Linked DNA regions of Capsicum annuum: region 2 is linked to region 1. The links are chromatin contacts, called in public Hi-C maps. All regions are on one chromosome and are shown on one strand. The core of a region is the stretch at or near the end of the contact, and the rest is flanking DNA. Distances in the headings are between cores, read along the strand shown. Region 1 holds the start of LOC107863086. Region 2 overlaps LOC107866114 (histone-lysine N-methyltransferase ATXR6).

Region 1 (7,270 bases), core at 1,805-4,304:
AAGTAAAACCAATTAACGTCGTTATTAACAGTAAATAAGAATAACTGTTCGCATGGAACCAATTTAAGTACACATGAATTAAATTCGAATAACTGTTAGCATGGAGCATATTTAAGCTTACGTAATTAATTTTGAAATTAACTGCTAGAGCATGGAGCCAAACCTAATTTCATTGTAATTGTAATAGTAATATGAACCTCTTAATTTCAAACAAGTTGACAATGATTTAATAAGTAAATATTTGGATATGATTTGATTGAGATTTCTAAAGATAAGTTGTAATATTTGAAATTAAAATTGAATATATTTAAATATTAAGTTATGCAATATAGATACAACGTGGAATTATTGTGAATGAAAATTTAAAGAAATAAACTCTTTAAACATATTTTTCAAACTTTAAATTTTATTATTCCAGGAATAAAATTGAAATGACAGTCCATCGGCTAAGCAAATAATTTGTCGAAATAATTTTCAAACACTACTTAAATTTTTTAGAACCAAAACTATTACTAGCTAGAATATAGCCTATTTATTTTTAATGTTTAATTTTCACATGGTGTTTCGAAATTTCGATTAATTTCAATTTGCATTATGTAAGGTTCATTAAAGGAAAAATGCTTTCTTTCGGGATTTCTTTTTCATATTTAAGTTTGATCACACATATTTAAGTTAGAGTTTGACCATAAATTTTAAAATTTGATTTTCAAGATCTATTTGGTCAAGAAATTTTATCAGATTTTAAAATTTTGATTATCAGATTTTAAAATTTTGATTTTCAAAAATTAATAACCTTTTAGAACTTCCACTAACAAAATTGATTTTTTTCCCTAAAGTAATATATATGTCAAAAGATCACTACTTTAACCTTTCAAACTTCACAATTTATAATCAAACGAAGCTAAATATTCAATATTCACGTTGATCTAGTTAATCTGCCTCACTTAATGCGTTTTTAATACTTAAAAAGATAATTGGAAAATAAGGAAAAAAGTAGAAAAAGAAACTCTATTTAAATAAAAAAAGAAATTTTTTTTGATAAAAATACACAATTAAAAGAAAAGGGGGACTCTGTAAATGAGAGCAGATAGTTGTGGGCAAAAGTAGGGTGGCGCACAATACAGAAAGTACCCCTATCTTTTATTTTACTTGTCTCATATATTAAAAATACTAGATATTGATGGCCCATATCAGCACAAGCCCAATATATATTATTTTTTATTTTAATTTAAATTATTAATATATTTTATACTTTTAATTATTATAATTTATAATATTTTTTCTTTTGTTTCAATTTAAATAATGCTGATATTATTTCAAGAGTCATTCAAATATTTTATATTTTAAAAATTTTTTAAGTTGTTATTTATGTGATTTACAATATCTTTTACATTATTTTTCAATAATATATGTATATTCTCCTTGTCTCAATTTATGTGGCACAAATAAAATTTCAACAGTGAATCAATTTTTATACATATATACTTTTATAAGTTCTTAATTATTGTGATTTATAATACTTTTTTTATTTCATTTTAAAATAATATATGTTATTTTATGTCTTGCTCTGTCTCATTTCAATTTACGTGCACTAATATAATTTCGATAGTCAATTAAATTTTTTATGTTGACATATTATTTTATGTCTCTTTTACCTTTTTTTATGAAATATTATCAATTTTTCAATGCTTAGAGGAACATAATAATTAATTAGTGGTGATTTAGTAAAATCACGGTAAAAGCAATGAAGCACACATGTCTTAAGTGACTTGTAATAACTAATTAGAAGCGACATAACAAAATTATTATAAAAAAACACTTGTATAATAATTATTTAATAATAGTACAGTAAAATTACGATTGAAACAATGGAAACAGTCATAAATGTCTATTTTACTTTTTTTTAATTAAATATTATTAATTTGGTAATATGTAATGACTTATAATATTTAATTAGAAATATAATAATTAATTAGGAATGGTATAGTAAAATTACGATTGAAGAAGCTGAAGAGGTATGTCATAAATGTCTATTTTAATTTTTTATTAAATATTATTAATTTTCTAATACATAAATGACTTATAATAATTAATTAGGGGTGATATAGTAAAATTACAGTTGAAGTAGCTGAAACAGACATGTCGACCTCGTGGTTGCTTTGCTGATACAGTAAAATTACAATTGAAGCAGCTAAACCAGTCATAGATGTCTATTTTACCTTTTTTCTAATTAAATATTATTAATTTTGTAATACATAAATAACTTATAATATTTAATCAGGGATATAATAATTAATTAGGGGTGATATAATAAAATTACGGTTGAAGCTTTGTAACAGAAATGTCATAAATGTCTATTTTAATTTTTTTATTAAATATTATTAATTTTCTAATAATAAATAACTTATAATAATGAATTAAGGATAATATAGTAAAATTACAGTTGAAGCAGCTGAAACAGACATGTCGACCTCCTGCCTGCTTCAGTTGCTTAACTCGCTCTTATAATATAAGAGAAAATTACATATTTATTCATCTAAAGTAAAATTTTAAAAGTAATTTATCACTATAATTCTAATTCATTGTTATTATTAACTCACTAATTTTTAAGGTGTTAAATTTATTTAAAAATTAATGAAGTTGTATCCCTTTAAATCTTTTCCTCAATTGTATTTTATTGAGCCAATACTCTATCAAAAATAGTGTTTCTAAGTCACTTTTGAATTAGTGAGACGGACAACGAACAACTTATTCTCTCTGAAATGTATTATACATTAAATATATTGTTGTAATAGAAAATTCTGATATTTTGTACAGTAATTATTGAAAATCTCGATTTAGATTTATCGAAATATATACTTAGCCCTTGATACATTCAACGAAAATATATTTTTTTCTTTGTAAAGATACATATCCCTTTAAGTTATATATTTATATTATTTTATAAGTAATATTTATAACTCACGTTAAATGAATAATGGATAATTAAAAATGAATGGGAGAGTAGTAAGGAGAGACTACACAGGAGAGGACCAGACCCTAATACTCGTTAGTAGTACTACTACTCTCCAAAATCTCGTTTCTCGGGCCATCCGTAAACACGAATATCAAGAATATTTTTTTTCCTTTTTCCCTTTTCTTTTTCCTTCCTCATAATTATTCTTTATTCTTTATTTTCCAAAAAATAAATAAATAATGTTTCCTAATTTTAGATCCTTCTTCTTCCATTAATTACACCTTTGTTAAATTTTATTTATTTTAATGGTCAGTACTTTCTTTCTTCTTTGTTCAGAGAGGAACAAGAGAGAGGAAGTGTGTTGTGTTCTGTTGTGTTGTATTGTCTCTCTCTGTGTTACATATTTTTTCCTTCAAAATTTCACAAAAACAAGGCGGACCCATGTGAGAAAATCTTCTTGGCTTTTCATTTCTTGCATTTTCTTGAAATTTTTTCCTTTGTGATTTGCTAAATTTTTCATCTTTGTGTTTGCAAAATTTGTTTTTTTTTATTTTTTTTTTTTATATTTGGTGTTTGTTAATCCTTTGTCTAACGTTTGTACAGTCGTCATCTTGATGTTGGGTTTTCAATTTTGTGTTTGAAATTGCTGCTTATGTTGTTTTTTTAATTTGGGTTTGAATTTTAGGGTTCATATTTCTTTGTTGAAATGGTGTGGGGTGGGGGTGGGGGGTGGGGTAGTATTATACCCTTTATTGAAATTGAAGTATTGTTATGTGGGGGAGACCAGGTTCAATGGGAGTGGATTGGGATCCATGCTGGATCTATTGTTTTTTTTTGGTTGTTATGTTAAGAGAGGGGGGAAATAGTATAATTGTTTTTCTTGTAACTTAGAATAATGGTGTTGGTAATTTTTAAATCAGTTTTAGTCATCTTGGTAGTCGTGTTTTTTATGTTTGTTTACTAAAATGCAAACTTTCTTCATTTGTTTATTTATAGGTATAACTATGAAGGATGGATTATTTAACACATTTTCTAAGGGCTTAAAAAGATGATTTCTTGATGGGCTGAACTCAAGGTATCATGGGTAGCTTAAGTGATGATGAAGGAGAATGTCGATTTTTCGATGCCCCGGATAGTATTTCACAGGTCTCTGATTTGGGTTTTAACTGTAGTCCGATGCGCGAATCTAGCTCTGGAATTGACAATGGTGTTAGCTATGATGAGTGGATTAAGACTCCTAGAAGTGTTGGCGAGCGTCGTAGGCAATTCCGTTGTTGGATGGGGTTAAGTTTAGATGGAATGTCTGGAGAAGATTCAGTAGATATATGTGGAAGCTCTAATTTATGTACTGGTGAGATTGAAAGGATTACGGAGAGAAGTGGAGCCGTATTGCGGTCCTCCATTTTTGAGGATGAATTTTTGTCTTACCAGTCTGGTTTGTGTGTGGAAGCTTTGGATTCACCTAAACAATTGGGTTCAAATGAAAGTTTCGTGTGTAGGGGTGGCAATGCTGATAGTGGAATTGGGTGCAATGTACATGTTCAGGCAGAGAATGGACAGCGAAGTAACGGAGCTATCAGATTGGAACGATTGAAAATGTCTCGAGAGCCTGAGAGCTCTCCATGTGTGTCCCCTGTGATTGGGAAACTCGAACATGGAGAACTGGATAAAAATGGAGACACTCCAAAGAAACTAAATGGAGTTAAAAATCGGTTATTAAGTAGGCTACGGTCATTTACGTGCATGGCAAATGCCGAAGGGAGATGTTGTCATGATTCGATGGATAACAGTTCCATCCCTATTCAGAGGTCTAGAATTCAGAGGGTTAAAGTTCACCATCATAAGAAGCAGTTAAAGGAACTCTCTGCTCTTTTCATGGGGCAGGATATCCAGGCTCATGAGGGTTCAATTTTAACTATGAAATTCAGTTTTGATGGACAGTACCTAGCGAGTGCTGGTGAAGATAAGATTGTGCGGGTGTGGCAAGTGATTGAAGATGAGAGATCCAATGAAGTTGATATTCCAGAGTTGGATCCTTCATGTATGTATTTCACGGTTAATCATCTTTCTCAATTGGCTCCTCTGGGGACGGAGAAAGAGAAAAGTAGTTTTAAGTTGAAGGGCCTTAAGAAAACAAGAGATTCTGCCTGTGTTGTTTTACCTCCCAAGGTCTTTCGAATTCTGGAAGAACCACTGCATGTGTTCCAAGGGCATACTGGAGAGATATTGGATCTCTCGTGGTCAAAAAATAATGTAAGCTTATTTAATTGTCTTTGATCAGCATTTTTTCTGAATAATTCTGAAAGTAACCGCCTTTCTTGTTATGTATTGTTTCAGCAGTGTTTGCTGTCATCATCAACTGACAAAACTGTTCGTCTGTGGCAAGTTGGACATGATCTGTGCCTCGGAGTTTTTTCACATAGTAATTATGGTACGTGCAGACCTTTTTAAAACTCCACTCTAGCATGCTTTTGTGATTCTTATATGTTAATTGTGATAAACCATTTTATTACATCAGTGGATCATGCTGCATTACTCACTTTGATTTTGCAGTGACTTGCGTACAGTTTAACCCAGTGAACGATGAATACTTCATCAGTGGATCAATCGATGGGAAAGTTCGAATTTGGGCCGTTAATAGCTGTCAAGTATTGGATTGGTCGGACATCAGAGACATAGTGACTGCTGTTTCCTATCGTCCTGATGGAAAGGTTTGCTAATTTTCATCTTTTTAATCAATGGTACCTTGTAACACATTCAGAAACTTGTGCAGCATATTGAACAAATTATCTGCTTCATATAGGGTGGGATTATTGGTTCTATGGCAGGCAGTTGCCGTTTTTTCAGTTTAGAAGGTAATGTTCGCTCTTTGCTTTATGATATTGTTAAGTGCTGTCATTGATATCTCTCAGAGTCAGATTTTTAATTTATGGCATGGCAACACTATATGTCAAATTGTTACTGGTTTAAGTGGAATGGCCGTTGATTGACCTTCAGTTTGATTTTAGAATATGATAACATTTTGCTAGCTTATTTGGTATTGCTCATATCATATTTTGTTTTTAGTCTCTTTTTCCTGTGGTGACAGTGGTTGTCAGCACTTCTTGGTCTCTTGATTTTGTGGATGTGTTCCAGCTTTTTGCTTGGCTAAGCCATCTTTTGTTAGTAATTCCTTATAAATCATAATAGAAGTACAGAGGCATTTTTTTCATGAGAGCACAATTACCAGATGTTATTACTACTTTTACCTATCATGATAGTTATAACTTAGTGGTGTGTTATTTCTGGAGTATGTCAAATGTGTTTGCGAGATTACGATGAACAAGGAATTTTTGGGAATATTATGACTCAGTATTTTAGTCCATGCTTTTACAGATAAAATGTACAATATTTATTTAGTTGGAGTTGAGACATGGTTGTATCGTGACAGGTCATGAGATCCAATTAGAGGAGCAGATGTGCTTGGCCAATAAAAAGAAGTCCTTTTGCAAAAGGATTACGGGCTTTCAGGTAATATTACATCAACAAACTACAGATTGCGGTTCTGATTATATTAATTTTGGTTGTACCTTATGAGGAGATGTGTATGTGTTGCTTCTTGAATGCAGTTTTTTCCACAAGACCCATCTAAAGTAATGGTTACTTGTGCCGACTCTCATGTCAGAATCCTAGATGGTATCCATGTGATCGGCAAGTACAAAGGTTTGTTCCCTTCTCTTATTTCAGATATTGTCAGATTTGATTTCTGTTTGCCCTGTATTTTGAGTGCCTTATGCTTGCTTTAGTGAATAAAGGCAAAGTGAGTAGGTGCAGATTGATGATATGATCCTATTTTACAGTTCTATTTTAGTAATAGGATTAGTGCATTAAGCAGTCTTGTGCGTATCAGGTGACTGGATTAGTGCATTAAGTAGTCATGTCGTATCAGGTGACCAACTGTTAGGTTGTTAGAAAATTAGTTACAACTAACTTTTGGATTTCATTTCCCTATTTCGTTTAATTCCTGTACATGTAACAGAACTCCCAATTGTAAAGCTCAGAGTATGAATTCTCAAATCCCTAGTAATTCTCTCTTTCTCTAAAAATTACCAAGCTCAATTTGGGTTCTAGAATGAACTGTTCAAGAACCATTCTGTTGTTTGTTCTTTTAGGGGATCTCAATCTGTTTCATCACTCGACATTACTGGATCACCTCAATTAATATTGTGATTTTGTATGATCATGGGATATATGTAGACTCATTCCAATTGTCACTTGATTTACTTTTTGCGACTTGTGACGCCATTTTAGTTTTCTAGGTTTAACTTCTTGTGA
Region 2 (7,270 bases), core at 1,877-4,376, 64 kb before region 1:
TTTTTATTTAGAGAAAAAAAAAAAATGTTTAAGTTTCTTAGCATGATCTTTGAATTGCCCATGTTTCAAATCTTAAGGCTTCTGTTATTCAACTCCAGGTATTATCTAAAGACGATACAGACACTTTAGATTTGTGCAAGAACATGATGAAGCAGGGTGAATGGCCACCACTCATGGTTGTTTTTGATCCCAAAGAGGGGTATGTATTTGATCAAAATGTTGCTTTCCTACGTATTTACAAATTATAGATTTTTTTTTGTGTATGATCAATATGGAATGCGTCATTTATCTATGTTTCTCGTTTTTCAGATTTACTGTTGAAGCAGATGTGTTCATAAGAGACTGGACAATCATTACAGAATATGTTGGAGATGTTGATTACTTGAATAACCGTGAAGCTGATGATGGAGATAGCATGATGACTCTTTTAAGTACTAATGATCCATCAAAAGACCTCGTCATTTGTCCTGATAAGCGCAGTAATATTGCTCGTTTCATCAATGGGATAAACAATCATACTCCGTAAGTTCATTTCCATCTAACACGTGTGCTTTTCGAAGTTACTATGACAATCATACTTATTTTATGGTTCTTTGTGTATGACAATTATATCAATCACATAATCCAGGATGCATGAGTTAAACATAAGCATGCGTAGTGTTAAATTCAAGTATGCTTTATACAGGTGTCGTGTGGTTTTTCTTTTGGAGACTTCTTAATGATACATATTTCTTCTAATGCAGTGAAGGGAAGAAGAAGCAGAATGTGAAGTGTGTGAGATTTGACGTTAATGGTGAAAGCCGAGTTCTATTAATCGCAAACAGAGATATTCGGAAGGGAGAGAGGCTATATTATGACTATAATGGTTATGAAAATGAATATCCAACAGAGCACTTTGTTTGACCTGATAGGTTCCAAACTGATTTGTCCAGCTTTGGTTTCTAATTTTTTTGATCTATTGACTCATAGCAGCAATGCCTTGTAAACACAAGGGCTAAATGGAGGGATATACAAGAATGATAATGTCAGATTCCTTGTTTTTGATCTAATTATCCAGTCTCACATTTCATACCTTCAAAGATATTTTGTGGCTGATACATGACAAGCTGAGAAGATCTTGCGTACAAATATTAGCTAGAATTTGATTCATCATGTAAATGCTTCAAGTTAATCTACAGCTTTGTCTTGGTTCTGGAGAAAGTGTTCTCAGGAAATTCTGATCTTTGTAACTCATGTTTGCCCAGAGGGAAGTTCCTTAACCTATCCAAGCAGAACTTCTATGCTTGAAATTTTAACATTTTGATTGATATCAGACTTGTTGAATTGAATTTGGAAAAGTCTCATTTTTACTTAGTATTGTTACATCTGAATAAGAGAACAATTATTGCAGCCAACTTCTTGAAGATTAAAGTTAAGACATGACAAGCATATGCATAGACAAAGACTTTTGGTTAAATGTCATGTAATTGGTTATATGGAGTGGTTCTTCGTTGTTTCTTCATCCTTATGACTCCAATAATTATGAGGTGGATTTGCAAAAGAATTCATTCATTATTGGGGAGAGGAGAGATTTTCTCTCTTAAAAGTTGCTATAATTCTTGTGACATTTCTGTGGTAGATGCTGAGTTTTCTGTTTCATTACAAGACCAGATTTTTTCCATGCTTCATCAACCGGCTTGCACATGACTTGCACCATTATATGAATTTTAAGATTCTTTTATGTGAGTTAATAGACTAATCCTTTGATTTATGTAATCATACACAAGACTCTATAAACTGTTGTAGTGTGTACTAATCCATTCCTACTGGACAGTTACACTTGATATCAGTAATTCTTCACTACACATTTTGTGTATAAAAATTAGACCTGCTGGTATATATCTTAAAGACAAGGTACGAGAGGCGAGATTGAGATGGTTCGGACATGTGAAAAAAGATGTACGGATGCCTAGTGCGGAGGTGTGTGAGTTGGCTACGGATGGTTTTAAGACAGGTAGAGGTAAGTTGAAGAGTATTGGGGGCGCGGATTAGGTTAGAAGGTTAGTAGATAATTGAGTATTGTTTTGTATATCCTTTCTTCTTCAATTTTTGTTACTACTATTTATTGTTTGTACTTCGTTTATCGTACTACTTCTTTTGTAGTTACTCTTCCTTTTTCAGAATGTTGTCTTGCCTTGTTGAGTATTTTGCCTTAGTTTTTTTCACCCCTATTGCTTTTTTGAGCCGAGAATCTGTCAGAAATAACCTCTTCACCTCCCAAGGTAAGGATAACTACCCTCCTCATACTCCACTTGTAGGATTACACTGAGTATGTTGGTGGTGGTGGTGGTACATCTTCCTAGTAAGGGGTGTTTGAGATTTCTATTCCTTTTTTGTTTTTCATCCCATTTTCTTTGAGGCCCGACTAATCCTGATTTTGCTTTTAGCAAATTGAGACCGGAAGGTTGTGAATTTTCACATCTGAATTCTGATCCAGTTTTTCCCTTTTAAAACTTGAATGGGCTTCAGGCCCAGTATGAATTTAAAACCTTTTCTAAATACTCAAAAGTACAATGAACCCGATTCCTAGTAAAGGCCTTTATTCCTTTAAAAAAGTCATCAGATCCAAGACAAGTGCTGGGAAAAATGTACCAGGATAAGAAGTTGGGGCTCATTGTCAGTAATCATAAAAACACTTTAAACCTATGATTATAATGATCTATATATATATGTAACTGCATGCAGAAAGGACCACCCTATGGCTCTGAATGTTTTAAAACCAAACCAAACAGAAACACAGAATAGAGTGGTCCTTTATTAATTAATAGCTTACCATAATCAGTTACCACTGTAGCAGGACTTCTCACACACATACACAGAGACAAAGTAGAAAACAACATATTACAGTTGTCTCATTTACTGCTTTTTCTATCTTTCTCTAACTTACATTTCATGCAATTTTTCTTTTTAGTCCGTTCCTGAAAGAATGACGTACCAGTTAACTTTAAACTCTACAATTTACCCTCGGTGAGAAACATGTAGAAAGACACAAATGTTATAGACATATTTAAAGCCATAAGTAGGGGCAAAGCTACCAGAAGGGGGTCATCGAAGAATTGCATTAAATTCACGGTCAATACATATATGTAATAGATATTGAAATCCCTTGGCCTTTCGTACTTATATTTTGAATTTCATTAATAAAAATTCTGATTCCATCACTGATCATAAGTTAAAACGGAGCACGTAGTAGATAATTTTAAGCCGTTGATTTCGATCAGTGAGTTATATTGTCCCCACAGCAATTTTAGGTGCGTGGTCCAGAAGGTGTAGTTTTTATGTACTTCAAATTTTCATGTTGCATTGACAGAGGGAAAAAAGAATTCACCAGTGGACAAAAAAAGAAGAAAAAAGGTTTTCCCATAGATTTTGTAATCAGGAAAAAAGCTCAAATCCCAAGGTTAAAAAAAAAAAAAGGAAAGAGGAGTTTGTCAACTGTCATTACTCAACATATACATAATGCTCAAACCGCCCAGTTCATATTTTTTCTTCATTCATTCACTGCAGTGATCTGTTGTGTTGTGTCCCTCAATATTTAATTTGTTTGTTTCCCCACTCTTATCAGAAAGAGTGTGCCCTCTTTTGTTGTTTTACAATTTACCCTTTGTTTTTCTAGTGATGTATGTATGTATATTATTGTATTGAATTAATACATAAAAATGATCTTAAACTTGACGCTAAAATATAACTTTGACAATGCATAAATATGACCTTTAACTGCTCAAAACTGTACAAATATGACCTCCAATCCTACGTGGCAAAACGCGTGTTCAACACAAAAAATTGGGCGCGTCCAACTTAAAATCTAAGGACATAATACATAAATATGACCTTAAATTTTGACAGTGCACAAATATGACCTTTAACTATTCAAAACTGCACAAATATGACCTTTAAATGACTCTTCACTATTAGTTTTTCATTATTTTCGGCTCAAAAATGAAAATGGCATCTAATTTCTTTTGTCGTTGCGGAAAAAAAATAATATTGAAGATTTATTAATTAGGAGGGTCAGCCTCATACGAAAAAATCGAGCAGGTATGTATATATATTATAAAGCAGGAGACGAATTTAAGTTATATAATATATCTAAATATTATTTATTTAAATATTAAATAAAAGATGAAACTATACTAATAATAAAAAAATAATAGTTTTAATAAAACGTTATTAAATTAATGTTATTAAGGATAGTAGTAGTAGTATATTAAATTAACGTTATCAAATTAACATAATTAAAATGTTATTAAATTAACGTTATTAAAACGTTATTAAATTAACGAGGGGCGGACCTACGTGGTTGCCATGGGGTTCACCCTAACCCCCTCGGTAAAAAAATTACGTCGTATATATATAAGATAGAAAATGTATATTTATGTACGTATACTAATGTTGAACCATATGAAACAAGACACTTAGATAGCCCAGTGGTGTTATTTGCTCTTCTTCGGCACTTCCTTCAGCCTATTATGAGGGTTCGATCCCTGCTAGTGGCTGTTTTTTTTAATTAAAAAAAAGCTAGGTGTTGCTGCTATAGAAATAAATAAAATAATAATAATAATAATTTTAAATTAAAAAAAATTAGGTGCTGCTACTATAGAAATAAATAAAAAATTATAATAATAATAATAACAATAACAATAATAATAATTTAAAAAAAATGACGTCGTTTTAACACAAAAAGTAAAACTTTATCAGTGCACAAATATGACCTTTAACTATTCAAAACTGCACAAATATGACCTCTCTCCAAGTCAGCCCTTTTAACAACGTGGCACCGTGTGATTGGATTACCTTTCCACGTAGGCGCGAGTGAGACTCACTCATGAGGTTGCAAAATCGGAGGTCATATTTGTTCAGGTTTTGAATAGTTAAAGGTTCTATTTATGCACTATCAAAGTTTAAGATCAAAATTATAATTTAGTGTCAAATTTAGGATATTTTTATATATTAACTCTATTGTATTATTATATTTTCTGAACATAAATCATCAGCTTGTTGTCTGCTCTTTTTTGTTCATTTTACAGTCTTGTCTTTGATTAATACTCCATGTATAGTAGCTTTACAATTGGATTAAGTTGCACTTTCTACATTCTAATTTATGCGCCACTGACTGACTTCATACAAATGTTAAGCAATACAAGAAAGACGTTAAAATATATGGTCTAAAACAAACTTTAACCATTTAAGATCGGCTATAATTCACTTTATTAAGGATAAAATGAGAATTTAATAGTTAAATTGTTTCTATCTATAAAAATAAAAATATAAAGTTTGTTTGAAACCGAATAAAAAAAAATGTGCCTCGTAAATTAGGACGGAGAAAAATATACATTTTTATGTACGACTTAATTATGTGGGGTTTATGTAAAAGGGATGGGGTTGTTTATGGGGTGAATAATTGTTATGTGTTAAATAATTAATAATACAGTAGAAATTTTATAAATTAATGTTGTCGAGACCATGAAATATTATTGTTTTGTTTTGTAAAGGTATTATTTAATCTAAAAATTAATATTTATTAATTCAAAGAGTGTTTTCGAGATTCAATGAAGGTTAATTAATTGTGTATATCATCAGAGAAAATAATGTTGATGATGAAGTTGAAGATGATACAATATCATTGGAATCAGTTACACGTAAGGAAGCACTTATCGCGCCTAAAACTCTTCATAACTTTTTGGTGCAGTTTGAGAACACAACAACGGAATTTTTGGATGCAATAAGAAAAGTTAGGGATGAGCTTCAACTACATTTAAATTTTAATCAAAAAATACAAAAATCATATTTCATTAAACCGTCTTAGATATTTTTGTAATTTTAAGAAATTATTATTTTATAATCTTAGCGAGATTATATATTTATATATGGGCCTTTCGAAAATATATTATTTTATTATCTTATTGAAATTGGTGATTTTTATACTGTCCCAAATATTTGACTGTAAACCTAATTATCATTCCATCTATATTTACTTGAGATCGCTATAAAAATTCATATATCAATTTTAAATCCAGAATTCGCACGCCTATTGTCTTAATCAGGTTACTTATCAATGTTTATCTACTTTTAATTACTTTATAAGTTACTTAGTTAAAAAAAGAGAAAAGACATCTTTTCTCTTCTGAATTTGTCCTCTCAACTCACTTTAGCACTTAAACTTAACTTATGTTTATTTACCCTCTTAACATCTTTAAAGTTAATTACTTTCACCCCTTAATATATAATACCACTTTCATAATGAAGAGTGCATCACACTCGCTGACACGTTAGCGCCACATCACCGCCACGTCGGAGCCACGTAAATAAAGTATTTTTTTAATTATTTATATATATAAATATATATAAATATTTTATATATATACATATTTTTAAATATATAAAAAATAGTTTAAATTAAAACAAAAACCCCACCCCCCATTTTCCATCTTCTTCGTAACCCCCAGTCTTACCCCTCCCCTGCCTCCCTCCCATCCACCCCACACCTGCACACACACTCTGTTCTCCCCCATACTGCCCCACCTGCATACACACTCATCCACCTCCATCCACCCCAACACAGCCACACTTGTCAGATTTTTCGGTGAATTTTCGCCGGAAAACTCAACTCACTTAAAAAATTCAATTAATTATCAATTTGTTCAAACAAATGAATCTAAGAAAGGTGAGAAAAAAATTGTGTTGGGTGTTTCTTTGACAAATGGATCTAAGAAATTTGAATGGTGTTTAATGGAGGAAAAATGAGTGTTTAATGGATGAAAATTTTTCTAGAATTTTCTTGTTAATATTTTCCTCTAAATAGTTTTCACTGAATAATTTTCATTCAAATTATCCCATTTTTGAATCCCATTTTTGAAACTGAAACTATCCCATTTTTTGTTTTCCATTTCTTTAACAAATGGATCTAAGAACTTTCTTTTGTTTTATTTCTCTTGCTAATATTAATAATGGAGGAAAAATGGGTGTTTAATGGAGGAAAATGGGTGATTCCGATTCGTATTTCCTTAACAAATAGGTGTTTAATGGAGGAAAATTTTTAATTTAGTGTCTTAATGGTTATTTTTTTGTGGTGTTAAAGGAGGAATATGAAAAAAAAAATAAAGGAGAGAAGTGGTGAAAAATGTATTTGAGGTTGTTAATGAAGAAATTTGGGTATTGTTGTTGATAATGTTTTGAAGAAGTAGAAGAAAAAAGTGTCTATTTAAAAAAAAATTATTATATTTTAATATAA

Evidence for each region. A called contact is a pair of places that touch in the nucleus more often than the background predicts.
Region 2: a contact with region 1 is called in a Hi-C map of leaf, with 2.5 times the contacts expected there. The contact joins the enhancer-like site here to the promoter of LOC107863086 in region 1. A contact is called at or near these places in 3 of 5 Hi-C or Micro-C datasets (leaf and placenta).

What each region holds. Positions count from the first base shown.
Region 1 is chr3:230,900,885-230,908,154 of UCD10Xv1.1, reverse strand. LOC107863086 reads left to right here and starts at 3,054. Exons shown (of 8, transcript XM_016708853.2): 1 at 3,054-3,399; 2 at 3,953-5,209; 3 at 5,297-5,387; 4 at 5,510-5,667; 5 at 5,760-5,811; 6 at 6,387-6,466; 7 at 6,565-6,658. The coding sequence starts at 4,037.
Region 2 is chr3:230,965,442-230,972,711 of UCD10Xv1.1, reverse strand. LOC107866114 (histone-lysine N-methyltransferase ATXR6) reads left to right here. Exons shown (of 6, transcript XM_016712295.2): 4 at 99-199; 5 at 310-522; 6 at 744-1,362. The coding sequence ends at 903. Among protein-coding and RNA genes, the nearest start is that of LOC107866114, 5.6 kb to the left of the region's middle. Within about 2 kb of position 3,126, at least 5 of the 5 cell types and tissues checked have an H3K27ac peak or open chromatin away from gene starts, as enhancers often do. A contact at or near this core is called in leaf, where this site is marked.